Regions from separate parts of the Anas platyrhynchos genome. Here region 1 is linked to region 2. A link is a contact called in public Hi-C data. All regions are on one chromosome and are shown on one strand. The core of a region is the stretch at or near the end of the contact, and the rest is flanking DNA. Distances in the headings are between cores, read along the strand shown.

Region 1 (2,700 bases), core at 101-2,600, 170 kb after region 2:
CTTTCTCTCTTTTCTATCACTATACTTCTGGATAATCAGAAGCCAAAATAAAGCTTTTCCTTGCAACAGTCTGGGGAGGACAAGTGCTAGGCCTGCTTGAACAAAAACTGGGGAAGCCCTGGGAGTCCATTAAAAACTTGATTGAAACTGTCAGGCTGATGGCACAGTAGCAGCTAACCTGCACAGTAAGAGGGCACAGATGCACTGCAGGCAATTTGGTGTTTTTATTTATTTAAACCACATGATGTTTCCAACCCTCAGAACGTGTTCAGGCAGCAGATTGAAGTGTGCCAGAAAATTGAACCTTAAGACACACTGCTATTGGTGAATAAGCTCTTTCAGAAATACGCCCTGGATGGACCTAAAAATGTACTTGCAAAGATGCATATGGGAATCATTTTGTTTTCACAAATAACTGTCTTGACTGCATGTTGCAGAACTGTGAGGGCTTTCAGCTATTTTCAAAACTGCCTGTAGGATTTAAATAGCAAGTTCCCTATTTATTACCGTGAAGAAGAGGATATGGACACTGATGACTGACAAATTCACATTTTAATCCCTTTCTTCTCTGAGTACGCAATTACATCGAATATTCTTACATCACCTCAAGAACACACAGACAATAAAGGCTCTTACATGGTAGATGGACCTAGAAGTATCAGACTCAAAAGAAACTTCCTCCACTCAGCTCCTGATTACCCTCAGGAAGGTTGGTACAATGACCACCTGCAGATTTCATCCAAAATAAACGTTTTTATATAAGAAATACTAGACGTTACGTACGCATCCAAGCTGTAATAAAACTTGCAGTTGATATTACCTCACCATTTGTTTTTCAACTTCACTTGAGGAAGCCTTTGGGCACTTCTGACACAAGGACAGGAGAACCCCACAAACAGGTGATGAATCTGGCCATAAGCAGTGCACTGGAGACCTACATCCTCCTCCTCTGTGTCTGAAGCAGGCTGAAAGGAATCCTCATGCACCTCTCCAGCCTAACCCACAACGGACAGAGCCATGAGGAAGGGGGTAGGGAATTGTGTCACCAGGAACGTCACGTCTTGGCCAGATGTGCACACTCAAAAACTTACTGAAAGCTTTTATGTATCCTGATAGATTGTTTTCCTGAAGGAGAAAGCTTTGCAGCTGTAAAGCAAATAAACTTAATTTAGCAAATACTCTCCCTCCAACGCTTATTTACAGACACTAATGCACATCTTAAAAATTGTTTTAAACCATAAGCAGAAACTCCAAAATGGGTAAACAAAAAAAGGTTTGATAACATGCAGAAAAGGCATGTCCACAGCAAGAAATCCGTCTTTGCATAACAACCCTAGAGGACACGATAAGATATGCTCAAGTGCATACCCTTTTCTTCTCAGTATAGGACAACCCCCAACAGAAGTAAGCTGTGTAAGCAGCACTCAATCTTTGGCCTCTGCTGGGCAGATGTGCTGTTGGGGCAGGACAGATGCCAAGATGACAGAGCAAAACACTTTGGGTTTATTTCCTTTGCTTCACATGGTGCTGTTTTTATAACCTCACTAATATTGTTATTTGTTGAGCTCGGGGAGGAAAGCTGCATAGGAATTGTCAAACAGGATCTCACCAGAGGGCTTACGTCCATCCCTTCGTAGTAGAAATAACAGGCTATACTTTCCGACAGATGTGCTAATATTCTGCAGGAATTGGTCACAACATTGACTGTGCCAGCACCTGCAGCTTCAGAGGAAATGAGCCCTAACGGAATAATAACGGCGTATCTGGCCATAAAAGCCATTCCTTCCAAACTTTTCATATGCTAGTCAAGGTGTACTTTACAGCAGAAATGTTTGGAAGCGAGAGACTAATTTGAAGACCAAGTGGGCATAAGCCACTCATATAAACCCAAACGCACACAAACACAACCATGTTCTCTCAGTATCACACATGAGACCCCCAGTGGTATCTGTTTGAGGTTTATCCACAGTCAGCGAGCCGCCCTGAGCTGTACTTGTCTTCCCAGCCAAAGGATGGTCACCCCTGCCCTACGGTATAGACCTGAAGAATAAAATTTAATGAGATTTAATTCAAAGGTGTCATCGTATAAAAGTGTGTGCTTGGGGAACAGCTATATTTCTGGCTTTTCTGATTCCTCATAGCAACAATTCCACCAACTAATTCATGCAAATAAAAAGCACTTTTTGAAGTACTATTTCATTATTTACTGAAAGAAGGGAGGAAAAAAAAAGTCTTTGAAGTGAAAGGCACTGCCATCCTGGAGCTAGGGAAGCTTTGGTAACTATAGCAACATTATAATTTCCATTATAAATTTTAATAGATAGTTAATTTGGCAAATCACATGCTGGAATTCAAGCCATTTTTTCCAGCGAACCCGGACTTTTCAATACATGAAGCTATTCATGTTTACAAGCAGTTGCCTCTAAAACGCTCTACAACACAGCTGCCTTCCAAACATAATTTTTATATCAGCCTTGACAAAGAAAGTTTGATAAGTGGATTCTACTTCTGCTATTATTGCCCTTGACAATGTTTTTTTCCTTCTGAAACCAAGTGAAGTGTTTGCAAATGCTCTTTTTTTTTTTTTTTTTTTCCTTTTTTTCGGAAGACAGAACAGGCAACGTTCAGTGGGGACTAACTCATATACTGTTAAAGTAGTTCAAATACTTTGTCTTCCAAATCCTGATCAATATCCAAGTT
Region 2 (2,700 bases), core at 118-2,617:
TGTCCCGTTCTGTCCACACAAGCCACTGGTCATTTGCCATGACCATAACGATGCTGGTACCATGAAGTTCTGAGCACGTAAAGGCTCCTAGTGCAACCTACATGCACGTAGGTGTCACAGGTTGCTTCTGTATGGACACAGGGATAAATCCAATATAGACACAAGGGATGTACTTTTGTGTTCTGCTGAACCCAAATATTGCAAAGATGAGTGCTCTGGATACTGGCTTTGATTTTTGTTACCTTTAGCTCCTGAAGCCCCGTTTGGAGCTTCTTGCTCAGCTGAGGTTTTCCTACCAGGTGCAGAAGGCATGATGGTAGCGTTCCCATGCGTTGGTAATCCCAATTTATTTTGTGAGCTCCTTTTAGCCAGCATCTTTTGTGGGACTGCTGCTCAACTTGATGGAGCTGCGTTCCTGCTGTGATTTTCAGTCAACATCACCTTGATAACCGGCATGTAACAGAAACAATGACTGATGTCCTCTGTCTCTGTAGGATAAAACCTTCCAGGCCATCCCCTACATTTCCTGTGGCTCCAGCATGCTGCCTCTCGCTGGACTGGTCACCCCTTTGCTGTCACAGCACAGTAAGCTGCCTGTGGGCATCATCAAGGGAAGCGGAGCTCTTTGTGGTATGTGCCTGTTTTGTCCCCTTTCCCTCATACTTTGTCATTGGGAGGATCTGGAGCAGAGATTAAAGGGAGGTGCAGTAACTGGCCAGTCCCACACAACCTGGGGGCAGAGCCCACACATGCCAGGTGCATATCCACAGCATGTAGAGGTATCATTGCAGGAAACCTCAAAGCTCAGAAACACAAAGCAGGTGAGGATGTGCAGAGGGACACTGTAAGATCAGCAAGCTGGAAGACAGAAAATTATCTTTTTTTTCATGGCATTTCAGCCATCCCTTCTGACTTGACCTTACGTTACAGAAGGCCTGTGATGTTTCCTTAAAGGCCTTTTTTAACTGTCTGCGTGTGTAAGTGAATGTGTCCTTACTAAAGCCTTACATCTCCAGCCGTGAGAGCAGCACTTGGTGCGCAGGTTGCCCTGCTAAGGCAGGTACGTTCACCCAGCCCTTCCAGAGATGTAGGTAAAAAGCTCCGGGACCCCCAGGAGGCCAGGCAGAGGGTGGCCCTGCCACGGCTGCGCCAGCCGCCGCTCAAGGAGGCAGGAGGAGGCCGAGCGAGCTCAGGACACGCGTGGGGAGCTGCGGCGCGGGGCTACCGCTGCGGGGGTCGGGGCCGCACGGGGGGCTCGAGGCGAGGCCGGGGGGCTCCTGCCGGCGGCCCGGGCTCGGGGGAAGGAAGAAGGGCGGCGGCGGCGGCCCCGGGCGGCCGGCAGGGGGCTCCCTCCGCCCTCGGTGGGCCGCGGGGCGCGCAGGTCGGCGCGGCGCAATGCCCCGGCGGAGGCGCCGCCGGGAGGAGCGCGGGGTGGGCGGCGGCGGCGGCGGCGGCGGGCACCGGCGGGACGGCGGCGGGCATCGGCGGCCGCCTCCCTCCTCGTGCACGGGGCTCGGCGGAGCTCCGGGGAGGGCGAAGGGGTGGAGAGGGCAGCCCGGGCGAGCCTCCCAAATTCGCCCGGCCGGCTGGCGGCGGGAGCTGCCCGGCGCAGGGGTGGGGACCGGCCGCTTCCTTAAACGTGCGCGGCGGGGGCCGGCGGGGCCCGCACCGCCCCCGGGAGCCGGCCCTGAGCCTCCCCGAGCCTCCCGGGCCGCGGCCGCAACACGTGGAGCAAACTTTCGAGGGACGGGCACCGGGCTGCAGCCGGCCACCGAGCACCGCCGCGCCGGGACCGCGCCGCACGGAGCAGCTCACCTCTTGCTGGTTTGAGGGGTTTGGGGTGCTGGGTTTTAATTGCTGCTTTTGGGGGTGTTTTTTTCTTTCTTTTTTTTTTTTTTTTTTTCCCTTTTCCCCTACTTCTCTTCTGCTGCTTCTTGGGTTGGGACTTCTAAAGCACGCCGGGGCGAACGCAGCGCTTGAAAAGCCGAGAGCAATGTTGCAACGTCCCTTGTGGCAACGAATTTCTGATTTTTTTCTTTCGCCTTTTGCGAGGGCAAAGAGGAAGGGTGGAAAAGATCTCACCGTGCTCGGTACCAGCTTAAATACCCGCCTGCGAGCAGCCGGCGAGGCAGGAGAGGGGGCACCGCGGCCGCCCGCCGCCTCTCCCCGCTTCTCGTAGTTGAGCCCGAGCCGTGCCGGGGCCCCGCGGCTTTGGGGGCGGACGGGGACCAAGGGGGTCCCCCCGAGCCCCTCTCCCGAGCCCCCCTGGGCGCTCAGAGCAGGTACCGCGGCTCGGGCTCCTGCCGTGCCGAGTCACGGTGCGCTGCGGGGCCCGGCCCGGGGGCTGCGGGGCCCGGCCCGAGGTGCGGCAGGCACCGGGCTGCCGGCGGCTCCGGTTCTTTCTCGGGGCCGGGCACCCCCGGCCGACACGACCCGGCCCGGCCCGGCCCGGGGAGGGGGCGGCTGCTGCTGCCGGGGGTGGCCCCGCTCCGGCCGGGGCCGGGGCTCCGCGCTTGCGGCAGGCAGCGGCCGGAGCGAGGAGTTGAATGAAAACACTAGCGGTGCTAATAAAAATAAATCACAGCCTGCGCCTGATCGGGCGAGCTGAGGGCTGGGTCTTTGCGGGCGAGATGAGAGGTTCGTGGCTTCAACTGGCCTACAAAGTCCCAGTTCTCGGCTCCCAGGACCTGCCGGGCTCGC

Evidence for each region. A called contact is a pair of places that touch in the nucleus more often than the background predicts.
Region 1: a Hi-C map of F1 follicle shows a contact between it and region 2, with 2.7 times the contacts expected there. The contact joins two enhancer-like sites. A contact is called at or near these places in 4 of 8 Hi-C or Micro-C datasets (F1 follicle, F5 follicle, skeletal muscle and 1 more).

Annotation. Positions count from the first base shown.
Region 1 is chr19:6,264,866-6,267,565 of IASCAAS_PekinDuck_T2T, forward strand. All of the region lies in intron 3 of LOC101798301, which reads right to left. Among named protein-coding and RNA genes, the nearest start is that of UTP6, 28 kb to the right of the region's middle. Within about 2 kb of position 1,351, at least 1 of the 8 cell types and tissues checked has an H3K27ac peak or open chromatin away from gene starts, as enhancers often do. A contact at or near this core is called in F1 follicle, where this site is marked.
Region 2 is chr19:6,094,349-6,097,048 of IASCAAS_PekinDuck_T2T, forward strand. No RefSeq gene overlaps it. Among named protein-coding and RNA genes, the nearest start is that of TRNAT-CGU, 10 kb to the left of the region's middle. Within about 2 kb of position 1,368, at least 3 of the 8 cell types and tissues checked have an H3K27ac peak or open chromatin away from gene starts, as enhancers often do. A contact at or near this core is called in F1 follicle, where this site is marked.